Linked DNA regions of Cyprinus carpio: region 2 is linked to region 1. Evidence: chromatin contacts called from public Hi-C data. All regions are on one chromosome and are shown on one strand. The core of a region is the stretch at or near the end of the contact, and the rest is flanking DNA. Distances in the headings are between cores, read along the strand shown. Region 1 holds the start of LOC109051977 (signal transducer and activator of transcription 5B-like). Region 2 has its middle 25 kb from the start of LOC109051978.

Region 1 (6,339 bases), core at 2,057-4,556:
ATGTATATAAACATATTACATCTGTCAGAGTGGTCTTGGCATATGAAAAAGAATGAGTGATTTTAAAAGTCAAATAAGTTTGCCTGTTGTCCTGAAACATGACAGGATTCTTTCTGAAAAATGTGAATGCACAAGCATTTTGCTTTTTTCATGTCTTCTGCAGTCAGTCTCTGTGATTTGAGCATTGATATATTCAGTTATAGCCTTTCAAGAGCACATTATATTTTAAGGTTCTCACAAAAATGATCTGTACTATTTTGTTCTACTTTTAAATGGAAATTGCCCTCAATATTTTCACACAAAGGTAGAAATGTTCATGATGCAAACCAGAGAGTTCACATGCAGTGCAGCAAGATTTCCCATAGCTCAGACCCTGCCTACACCTCTGTTCATAACTGCTCATGTCTTACTCTCCTTTGTCCTGTCTAGCCTTGATACTGACAAGGTTGACATCAGAGGAGATCCCTGACACAGGGTGAGTTAAGGCTGCCAGCTGGTAGCAATCAAATCTATTTAGGAGTCAGGGACACATGGACCCCCAGGGCAAAAACCGTAACTAGCCCCCCCCCCTCTAGTTACCCAGTTCGGCTGTATTGATTCCAGATGTGCTGCCATCTGTGTTACCCAGTGCTGGGTCTTTACCTAAGAGGACCCTGAAATAATGAAAAGCTGTAAATGAAGGGAGGAAAAAATGCAAAGTAAACAAACAAAAGGTCATTCCACCAACAATCTACTGACTCTTGCCTTGATTTAAAAATATTAATCTGTTTATTTATAATTTTGCTGTAAAAAAAAAAAGATTTTTCACACTTTATTTTGGGTTCCAATTTTCACTATTAACTAATAGCTATGACTTCTGGCTCAATAAACTCCTAACTTGCTGCTTATTAATAGTTAATAACGTAGTTGTTAAGTTTAGGTATGGTGCAGGATTAAGGGATCTAAAATATGGTCATGCAGAATATGGCATTATAATGTGCTTTGTAAGTACTGATAAACAGCCAATATGCCAGTTATATGCATGCTAATAAGCAACTAGTTCAAAATTCATGGATTCACATTTTTGAACAATTTCTGATAGCGTCTTATAACGTTTTTTCCTTTCCATATGTTTCTTTTCACAGTTGTTACTTTTCAAAACAGCTGCGAAAGGTTTGTTGTGATAGAAATTAAACACTTTGCACAACTCTTACGGAATTTTTATTGATAACATTTGTTACGTTTCGGGCCTGTCAAACTCTATCAGCGGGAGACTGACCAAGTCAGCTCTGACTTTGTTTAAGTTTAGGCTGAACATGTAAACAACCCCAGAAGCTCTCACAGCATTCTTCTGACCTCAGACAGGCCAAATGTATCATGACTGGTCAGGAAATGGGCTTTGATATGAGGAATGCCTGAAGCTTGACACAGCCTTGGCTTCACTGAACATGGACCGTATGGGATGAGTTTGATTTAATCAAATCTTTAAAATTTGTACATTTAGAATTATTTTACATTTATAATCTTTCATTTTTGAACCTAAACCTAACGTGACCAGCACGGATCAGTTCACTTTTCACATAGTGTCCCACTTCCCTCTGGTGGTAGCACACAATAATGTTTTTTTGGAGGGAGTAAAAATGTTATGTTTTATTTATATTAAATACTCCTTCACTATTCTATAGTCATATCGGCGAGCAAAAGAAATGTTATTCTGGGAGTGAATGTAAGATTGGAAATAGTTAAATATAGGCTAGTCGTAGGCTACTAATGACGATGCAGTTTGCTGACTTCAACATTTCCTGATGTGAAAAATGATGTGCTGCCAGATCCACCACAAATCCAGCAAACTAGACTGATAAAACAAGCCCAAAATAAGCGACTTTCTTCACAAAACAATAATCCTGAATACGCGGATTTATTTATTTCTATGATTCTTGAGAAGTGTGCACAAAAACTATGTAAGCAACTTGTACACACAAAGTAGCTTATAAACTATAGACAAGGCAACACTTCACCTCAATAGATCCAAATGTTCATGCATTATTCAGAATGAGGTATATTATTACACATTCGTGGCTGGATTTTCCTGTTTTAAAGTGGTAGACATTAAATTGGTTTATTTTATATTTTATTTTATTTTTTCAAAGAAAAATGTGACATTTTTCGTTGGATTCCTTATTCTTTGTAGTGAAACATTGCAGGACTGTCGGCTTTTTGTTTTAGTGCATTAAAGATACAACATAGCTTATCCTTCGCTGGATTTTAGAGAACCAGAAATAATGAAAACAAAAAAGAAATTGAGAAAACGGAAACCTCTTTCGAAACTCCTTACTGGAAATCATGCGTTCCGAGCAGAAATGGCGTTGTTTCCCCGCCTACAAGTGACGTTTTGTCATGACGAATTGAAAGTTAACTTGAACAAGCATGATGCATACATTGTTGTCTTGCTTGCTTTCTATGTTTTGGCACACAACCAGTGAGAATGTGTAGATGTATTTGTCTGCGTTGAGCTCACTGATGGTGTTACTTACCACATTTGAATTTGTCCTTCGTTGATCACTGGTTTTCAGCACAGTTTCAGCAGCGCTGCCTTTTAAATATAAGATGTACAACAGTTTGATTTAATCAAATTTATTTTATATTATTTATTAATATTTTTAGGTGAGTTAGAATTTATAGTGTGAATGTGAAATATATTTATAATTTTTAATTTACAATATATTCTTCGATAAGTAAATTATTTACTCATTTTCTTTTTGAAGTTTTTTATAAGCATTATTGTTTTGCAAAACAAATAGTACACATACAACACAGTGAAAGAGAGGAGGTTAAAATGCATATTATCTAAAATTTTAATAATAATAATAATAATAAGGTGCCACTAATGTTGATAAAATAATTGCAATAATTAAAATATATAATTAACTTTTAGCAAGAAATGAATGGCCATTAAGACCACGTTGTCCAGAGTCAGACAATGAATTAGGTTAAGGAGTAGGCTAGGCTATATGAATTTAATAAAAATATGAAGCTCACAAAAGTAAGATGTTAGGTAGGAAAATGCTAAAGTATGAAGACAATAATGTACCAAGGCATTAAAAACGAAAATACTCACAAAAGTATCAACATACTCCCTTTACGTATGAAGATAACATTTTTAACAAAATAAATAGGCACTTCTCAGGCACACATAAATCTGGATTTAAAAACGATGACATATCTAATGTCCTTTGTATATAAAACGGAATATATATATATATATACATCTAATATATATATATATATCTAATAATATCCAGCGGGATAAAGTTTCTCATTCACCTGGTAGAAAGAGTTGCATCAGGATGACCAATAGGCTGCAGCTTCAGTGTCAGTGTAAAGTGAAAGTAGGTGGATAGAAAGAAAAAAAACAACAAACGCACACGGAAGGCGCAAGACTGTATCTCTTAACTTGTGTTAAAGAGCTGGCGTCGAAATCAGGTAAGTTATTTTCTAACAGCATTGTATTTTTGCTATATAATCTACGGACGGTGAGTTTATCGCGACCTGAATTTGTTTATCGCTTAATGTTGCTGTAAGGAGGAAACATGAGTTTTGTAATAGCCCACTTTCCTCTACTGTACACGAAAATTCGCTCTCGAGCCGTAGCGAGCGACCAGAAAAACCATTTAATCTCAGTATGATTGTGCAGTCGGTTTAGCTAGGCTATTATATATGTTAGCTTACTTAAACGACACCAAAATGACATGACCATATTTGTGCCTGGATACTCCATGACAAAATACGCGAGGACATTGCCTTAATGAGAATTCACATATTCAACAAGTTTCCTGTATTTGACTCTACTGGAAATAGCAAGGGAGGAAGGTCTACTTGTGTGGCTAGAACGTAGCGGACTTCTATACTATTCTGCTAAATGTCACGTAATATATGTACGTTTTAGTTTGATAGTGGAAAATACTTGTGTTAAGCACAAGCGCCTACACTTGATATTGGAAAATACTTAAGTGTTAAGCACGAGCGCGCATTCGAATTCACGCCCTACTTTCTGTTCCCCATAGGCTGTATGTGGCATTGGTGTGTTAGGCCTTTTTTTGTGCACTAGAGATACGTCTGTTCTTTGTAAACCTTCCTCACTGTTGTTGTAACATCGCTTGTGTCAACTTCATACTTTGGGATGTAACACCCCCATGCTGTTATTTTTCATAAATATTATATGAATTTGCTGTGGCCTTTTAAAATGCACTAAAAAGGCTTAGTGAAGTGTTTATTTCTGTGCAAAGTGTATTAGATTAAATAAATCAATGTTCTGTCTGTCTGTCATTGTTAGAGTTTTTGAGTTTCATGCTATTTGTTGATGGGTAGTTTTTGTCAGGGATGTGGACATGATCAAGAGTGCAATGCAATGATTAATTGCAATGATTCAGTTAATAATAAAGGTTAATTTAAAGTTTAATTAGGAAACGGTGATTGTATGCACACTTCTCTGCCAAACGACAAGTAGTGTTTCCCAATTGTAGCCTGAAGAAATAATGAATACTTTCTCAGTTTTTAAGTTGTTTGCTCATGTCTTTTGTGTTATTAGTCACAGTATTTCAAGTAGTATCAACATTAATTAGATGAGTGAAAAAGGCTATGAGTTTGTTAATTTCTGTTCATTTGTTCATTTCTGCCATACGATATGCCTATTAACAATGCATTCATACATTCAGTCAGTGAAAAGAGATAAAATAAAATGGATGAGTGGTAAAGTGGATGAGAGCTCCAAGTGTCTGGTGACAACTACTGTCTAAGTTTCAGTGTGAGGCTGGCTTGTTGTGAGAATTAATTTGTTTTCTGAGAGAAATGCTGAGAGATTGCTTTGTTGTCCATTAATTATTATAAATGCATCATTCATTCACTCACTAATCAAACTTAAGAGATTTCAATGTGAATGCAAACCCTTCTCATCAGATTTCTCCAAAACCAAATTATCAGAGCTTTCTCTTCCATATTTATTTTAGATGCCTACTGTACAGTTGTCCCTTTTTTCAGTATATTTTAGGACATCTAATACCAGGATGATGCCTTAACAAAACAGGACTATGAAAGAGCAGACTTTGTGGTAATAAAGGCCAATTCACACTGCACCGACAGACACAGACCAATGCAGACCACCACTAAATTACAGTATGTCACACTTTAGACATTCCACAAACTGACAAACACTAATTCAGCATGTTCAATTTGTGTAAACAAGCTCAAACAGGGGTTACACACTGATCAGACAAAACCCAGCAAAGTGTCTCTTGCTGTCTGTCTGTGTTTGTTGTTGCTGTGTGAATTGACCTTTAAACATAAAATGTTTAAAATTAAATTTCTTCTCTGCAAATACATAAAATGGAGATCTATAAAGTCCTCCTGCAGTCACTAATTTTATCCCTTAAAACTCATCTTCGATAATCAAAATGACATATTTAAAAGTGTTTCCCATGAAAATAATTTCTTTAAAATGGCTTGAATATATCTTGGCACCCTTACCTCATCGGTAAACCGAAGTAGTAAACATTACACAATGGCAAGTGGCAATATTGGATTAATTCAGCCATATATGTATATGTATGTATATATATATATATATATATATGTATATAGTGTATATGTATATATATATATATATATATATATATAGATATATATATATATATATATATATGTATATATATATATGTATATATATGTATATATATATATATATATATATATATATATATATATATATATATATATATATGTTATATGTGTATGTGTGTGTGTGTGTGTGTGTGTGTGTGTGTGTGTTTGAGCCAAAAGAAGAAGAGGAAGCGTGAATTATGCAGGGTTGCCTAGAAGTTGATGTATCAGAATGATAACACATTTTATGTATTGCTCTCTACAATATTGAACACGCAGCAGTAATTATATCATTAGCCTTTGGCTTAACTATGATATCAAACAGCTAATGCACTGATAATGTTACACAAAACATGTTCCTGTTTTCTGTCTGAGACAGCTAATGATATGAAATGCCCTGCTATCACGTTGACGGGATTGGGTACATGTTTGTGACAATAGAAATTGGGCTGTTTCAAATTGCATTTTTGAGAGTGTAGCGATTTTTGAGACTCTCCGGTTTTAAGGAGAAAATGTTCAGCAGTGGTGTTGGCTGATGACTTTGCACATGATTTGTCTTTAAGCATATTAAAAACACCAGATAGACATTTAAACAACATTAAAACTTTTCAACACGTTCTACTTATTTTAAACTCATTTTCAACACAGGGGGTCTTTACATAAGATTCAGAGAATATGCCTTGCTTTGCACCCCTTATCACATAA
Region 2 (6,339 bases), core at 1,022-3,521, 48 kb before region 1:
TACTAATGCATGATAACATTGTCAAGCTCTTTAAAAGTGAAATATGGAGTGTCACCTAGTGGAATTACAAAAAGCATATTTTAAAACCTTTGCAAACAGACCCCATTGTTTGTCTCTGCATATTCTGGCAAGTCTTTGATATCTGGCTTGCAATTCTGTTACTGAATCTGAACATTATTTTTTGTCTGTGTTGGAAATTTTAAGTTGATTTTTATTAGATTTTATAATAGTGTTTGTAATTGTAACTTTATTAGCAATGTGGGCTGGTCTGGGCCGAAACTGCTTGCTGTCTGCTGTTCCCCAAACCCATGAATGACATTAAACTGGGTTAAGAGAATGTATTTTTACATTAAAAAAAAAAAAGAATCTTACAAGCTTTATCTTTAAAGCAGAATGGATTCTGGATGGATTCAGGATTGAAACAATAGGAAAACAAAAGTGATTTCAACAGTATCGTTCCTCTGTGCCATTATCGTTATAGTTGTGGTGTGGACTGCGCTATTCTTTTAAATTTAGATTTGATATCGTCCTTGGTGTGAACAGGTTTTTTTCTTCTTAAACAAAACTCACTTGTAATATCATCTAAGGTCCTTCTTGTTATCGATTCATGTCGTTCAGATCTTGTGCTTTCCACAGGGTCGGCTCTATACTTGGAACAGGCCACTTTTGTACATCACATTCATGTCAGTATTAGAAACCATCTTTTGAAATATATATGAAAATAAAATTAATTATGTTACTTCCTGTGTTCAGATTCAGGCTGCGAGAGAAGACACTGCACACCCTTCTGAGCTGAAATCCTGTTAACCCATGACCCATCACTTGACCCAGTGTTGGAGGGGACTAAAATCGAGAGTGAAACAATGAAACACTAAGAGTCACAGTCTTGTGCTTAAGTGGGTAAGAGAAAAGTGAATCTCTTTTGTTGCTGTTTTACATCGGACAGTTTAAGTTGTGTTGGAAATGTGATGTTATAGGTAAAGACTGATTGTCTCAGCCATTTCCACTATAGTATTAGAATCACAACGACAGTGAATCTGATGTCTTGTTCGGTGATGCTCGTAGGTGCAGGTCGGTGTGATCAAGGATGCTGAAGTACATCGCTGTCACCTTAACTGTCAGTTTTAATGGCTTCCTGATTGCTCCTGTACCTCTTACCTATTACACTGTAAGTACATTTAAACAATTTAAAACTAGACAAAACAAACTTTAAAATATGTTAAAACGGATTCTGTCTTGGTAAACATGGATAAATTAGATCATTTTAAAAGGGATTTTTTAGCCAGTGTCATGGAAATGTTTATAATGATAATACATTATATATCAGTGGTCTCACTACACAAAAACCTGCTGTAGCATGTAGATGTAATTGTGCAGTGTGCGTGTATGTGTACTGCAATCTACTAGAACCTGGATTTTAGTATTTAGTAGTATTTTATGTATTTCAGAGTTTCTTCTGTGCAGTAAATGATTATTTGAGAGGTGGTAACAATCTTTTATAGCTTCAGCTACAAGAAACTGCTATAGAGTTCATACAGCAACTAATTAAAATAGCCCATATTAGCTCTACAATCTGTGGTGGACAGTTCAGGAAAACCTGTTTTGGTTAATGTCATATGAGTGAGAGGAAAGGTGTGGCAATTGTGAACCACTGATAAAGCTTATCTAGGGAACAGAATAACGGCCTACATACAGTATACTATAACCCTCCTTCTAGCGTATTAGCACTGTAGCTCTGAAGTGCACATTGAAGTATATGGTTTAAATATAAACTTGTATTCAATGTTGTATTCAATATGAGTGAGGATACTCCTACAAACCTGTATGTTTTCATTTCTGAAGTTGAACAAAAAGTTCAGTTATAACCCATCTTGCTGGAAATACCTGTATAGGTTTGTTGACATTCTGGTACCTAAAAAAGATACCAGTTACCACCATCATCAACGTGGCCGCCTGCCACACATGTAGTGATTAAATTTTCAAGGCTGTAGATGGCAGATTAGATTTATTTCCCCTGTGTAGTTAATCCACTCATCTCAGCATCTCATGCATTGAAGAACACTCATAATTGCAGCATGCCGATAAAGGGGCAGAAGTACCCGGCTTACAGGCCCGTAAAGAAAAGGCCGATCTGCTGGAACAATGACAATCGGGCTAGAGAATTAAACGCGTCACTGACCCGAGCTTTTCTCCCTGTGCTCCTCGTCCCATTGTGCTGGGCTGATTGATTTTGACTGGGGTCACCTAAGCCCGTGCTGGGAGGCATAGCGTGCTGCGCACGGGGCTAAACGTTTACATGCATTCATTTAAACACTCATGCACGAGCACATACACACAGAGCATATGGGGACAGCAGCAGGCTATTAAGGTTTTACTGTACCAAATGTGGATGTGTTGGTTTGGATTTGTGGGTAATTTGTGAGTATGCATGCATACACTATCATTCAAATGTTTGGAGTCAGATTTTTATTTTAAAGAAATTAATACTTTTATTCTGCAAGGATGCATTAAATTGATTAAAAGTGACAATTCAGGCACTTTCAATGTTACAAAAGATTTATTTCAAATAAACACTCTTTCTTTAAACTTTCTAAGCAGCACAACTATTTTTAACATTGATGATATTATTAAATGTTTCTTGAGCATCAGCATATTTCTGAAGGATCATGCGACACTAAAGACTGGAGTAATGGCTGCCAAAATAAAAAAATTAAAAATTAGCTTTGCCACTGTAGAAATAAGTACATTTTAAAATATATATTTAAATAGAAATGGTTATTTTATATTGTAATAATATTTCATAATAAATAAATGCAGCTTTGCTGATCATAAGAGGCATTAAAATTACATGACAAATTTTGAACAGTTGTGTAGACAAACTTCATATTTTCATATTACAGAATTTTGATTTTAAAAATTCTTTACCATAACACACTTGTTATTTAGTATATTTTTCTCACTAAAAACAAGCCCTACAGTATGTTTATAAGAACATTACAAGAGTCAACAAATCGCCAGGGTCCTTAACAAATATTAGAGATGCATGTGGGCTGGCAGTGGCCCCCCACTCATTGATCTATTGATCTGAAATCTATAGAGGTGAAGTTTTCCAATAATCCATCATGAATTGTGCACTCTCGTCGCTTGTAGTCAAGTGAAAAAGAGAGACTATAAGTGATGGCCAGATATCTTGTTTTTATTATATCCTGATATCCTAGTCATAGTATTAATGTCCCTCCATTATAAGTCATGTAATAGAGATTTTCTGAGAAAGTCAGTGACTTGTCTTAAAGGGTGTGTGTGCATGTGTGACCTGTCTTTGTTCCGTCCATTAGTCTTTGTCTCTTTCAATGTCCGCAGCGGTGCGGAGAACAGCTCCAGTGCTGGAATAGAACACATGATACTCTGTATCATACTCCAAAGCAGCAGGAGCTTGAATGATGTAGTGGCAGTCAGACTATTAAATAATTCCATAAAGCTCAAGTAATTTGCATCACGAATCTAAAGTGTTTCTTTTTCAGGACATTATTCCACAAATATTTTGCTCACAATCTCTGCATATTAATACTTGATAGGAGAAAGAAATTACACACTTTTCAGTCATTACTGCAGTCTTCAGTGTCACATGATCCTTCAGAAATCATTCCAATATGCTGATTTGGCACTTGAGAAACATTCCTTATTACTATCAGTGTTAAAAACAGTCGTGATGCTTAATATTATGACCCCAAACTTTTGAGTTATAGTGTATTAAAAAGTCAAAAATCTGTAGGGAAAACAAACAAATACAAAAAAAAACCTTTTGTGCTGTGTGATGCAGTGTATAGTATTATCCTGAGAACACACGCAATTTATTTGGTTAAATATGGTCAGTTGAAATGGAGGGAAAGTGCCAGTTGTGAAAAAGTGCCAGAGTGTTCTTTAAAATGCGAGAATATGTGTTTATATATTTTCCCCTTCACTCATTAACTCCGCATCTCTATTGTGGCCTGCTGACTGACAGCTGACGGGATGCTTTTGGAGAGTTACCACATGGTGGGTGTCTTAACAGAGAATGTATTGCATCACCGCACTTCACAGAGCTTCCGTCCACATATCACTTTACACTCCTGCCGCTTGCTGTTTAAATATTACTGCTTATTCAGGTGACAGTTGTTGTAGTGAAGTGTGTAATAGCTTTTGGCAGTAAGTAGAGATCTTCATCTGAGCCTGTGATGAAGCCTTTTGATTTGCGTGTGTGCGTGTTAAGTTTGTGAAAGTGCACCTCTGCACGTTCCCGTGTGTGCTTGTGCATTTGAGTGACAGGGCCGTGGGAGCTGTATTGAGTAGTTTAGCTAACTTTGGCACTTCAGACTTTGGAGCCCCTAAATTCCCCCCAAACTCCTCCTTGCACTCACACATGGCTCCACGCGGACTCAAGGCTCCACGCTTTGACTCACACGCTCATGCATAGGCGCACACTCTCACGCACGCAGAATGCGTCTCTTGGAATTCCAGTAGGGCCAGAAGGCAGAGAGGAGGCTGATGGGGGACAATGGGCAGGACATCTGTCATGCGTGGCTGCACTCCGTCCACTCACAATGGAGAGAGGGGACCGGCAAGTGGTGCCTTTCTTTCCTCTCTCTCCTTTCCGGGGAGACTTCTGCATCTCACAATGGTCCTTTTGTCCCCTCACTGCTTTTTTCCCCAGTGTTTAACCCTTTAAATCTGCTCCTTTTCTGCCAGCCTTTCTTTCTGTCCTGAAAAAGAAAGCAAAATCAGAGAAGCTCCCTTCGGCTCCACTGCTCAGTGCATGCAGAGATATACATTAAAAGTCTCTGAACTTACATGTTTGAGAGTGTATGAGAGAGAGGATGTCATGTCAACATCATAGAATTACATAGCACTTTCAAAATCAAACATTTCAAAATAGTTTTACATTTTTTGTGATATGTTAACACTTAGAATGTTCAAAAAAATATGATTATAATTAAATGTAGTTTAATATATGTATTTAATATATTTAAATATTTGAAATATTCTAATTTAGTAAATATTTTAAACGTTCTGAAATACTTAAATATTTTAAATAACAAACTGCATTTCAAATTTTCAATTAGCATTGATTCTACATTTTGCATTTTTTACACATTGCTTTTCTTACATTGTTACTTTTTTACATTTAAAAGTTTGGTTTTGCTTTCCAATGACATTTTAAAATTTGAATTCTGCTTTTGTAATTTTTTTGAAGTACAGTTTAGAATGTTAATTTTGCTTTCGGATTTTGAAATAATTTTTTGAATTTGGAGCTTTTTGAATTATGTTTTCCTACTATTTTTTTGCATCCTTTATCCTTTTACATCCAAAATATCCTCTCTTTTTTGTCTCTTACACTCACTCACTGTCTTTCTGTCTTCTGACCTATTTCTCTCCATGGGAAGTCTCATTATAGACAAGCTTTCACACACTCAACTGTAGTCATTTCTCCTTGGTTGATACCTTTCAGTTTATTGACCACCGCATGTATATAAGCAACAGTCATGCAGATAGCCAGAACTGTCCCGAGCGCCATTGATTGGCCAATCCAGCAGCGTTTGTAGTGAGAGACCTCTAATTACCGCCAGCCCTTCTAAGCTATAGCTTTTAGCCTGTTTTCAACACACTGCCGCTCATGTAAATTGCAAATTGATTTCTCAGCCTGCCCCCCTTTCTTAAGGACTTAAGGGGTTCAAGACAGTCAACCATTGATTGAAGTAAGACTGCAATGCTTTATTGCTGTCAGCCATAAGGCTTTTCAAGGGGAAAACTTCAATAAAGCAATTCAAGGACTTTGGAAAAGTCCCAGAAACTTTGTTTCTTACATACAGTGTGATTTAAATGTTGTCTAAAGCTAAACATATTGCAAGGCAAGCCAAAAAGGTGGGTCAGCTAATGAATGCAAAAGTTTGGGGTAAACTGTGGTGGACTTATTTACTGCTTCAGCATGGAGGTTGAGGCTCCCATTCTTGGCCAGGCACTATAATACACTGACTGGCAACCCTTACTGCTGTGTACTGGCAGTTAATTGTTCCCAGCTGTTGTGGCTCAGGGAACAAAGACACTTTTGAAAAGGTGATCTGTTGATTGGGGCACCAGCCTGACTTCCATTAATTGGATGTGGATCACAGGAAAGGTGGCATCTGTGTACAGCGTTGCTGGTTCATGTGGCCCAGGGCTAACACACAAACTGTAACAACAGTGGCCCATCTGTGTGTGTTTGTTTAAATCAGAGCACAAGTTGTTCATGTTTCAGAGAGAAAACACCAAGCAAGTGAAGAAAAGAAATGAAGTGATTCTGACAAACTCTTGTACTTCTGGTGT

What was found. A called contact is a pair of places that touch in the nucleus more often than the background predicts.
Region 2: a contact with region 1 is called in a Hi-C map of skeletal muscle, with 2.2 times the contacts expected there. The contact joins the enhancer-like site here to the promoter of LOC109051977 in region 1. A contact is called at or near these places in 3 of 8 Hi-C or Micro-C datasets (red blood cells and skeletal muscle).

The regions. Positions count from the first base shown.
Region 1 is chrA23:13,830,496-13,836,834 of ASM1834038v1, reverse strand. It overlaps LOC109051977 (signal transducer and activator of transcription 5B-like), which reads left to right and starts at 3,306. Exons shown (of 22, transcript XM_042713975.1): 1 at 3,306-3,462.
Region 2 is chrA23:13,877,808-13,884,146 of ASM1834038v1, reverse strand. No RefSeq gene overlaps it. Among protein-coding and RNA genes, the nearest start is that of LOC109051978, 25 kb to the right of the region's middle. Within about 2 kb of position 2,271, at least 2 of the 8 cell types and tissues checked have an H3K27ac peak or open chromatin away from gene starts, as enhancers often do.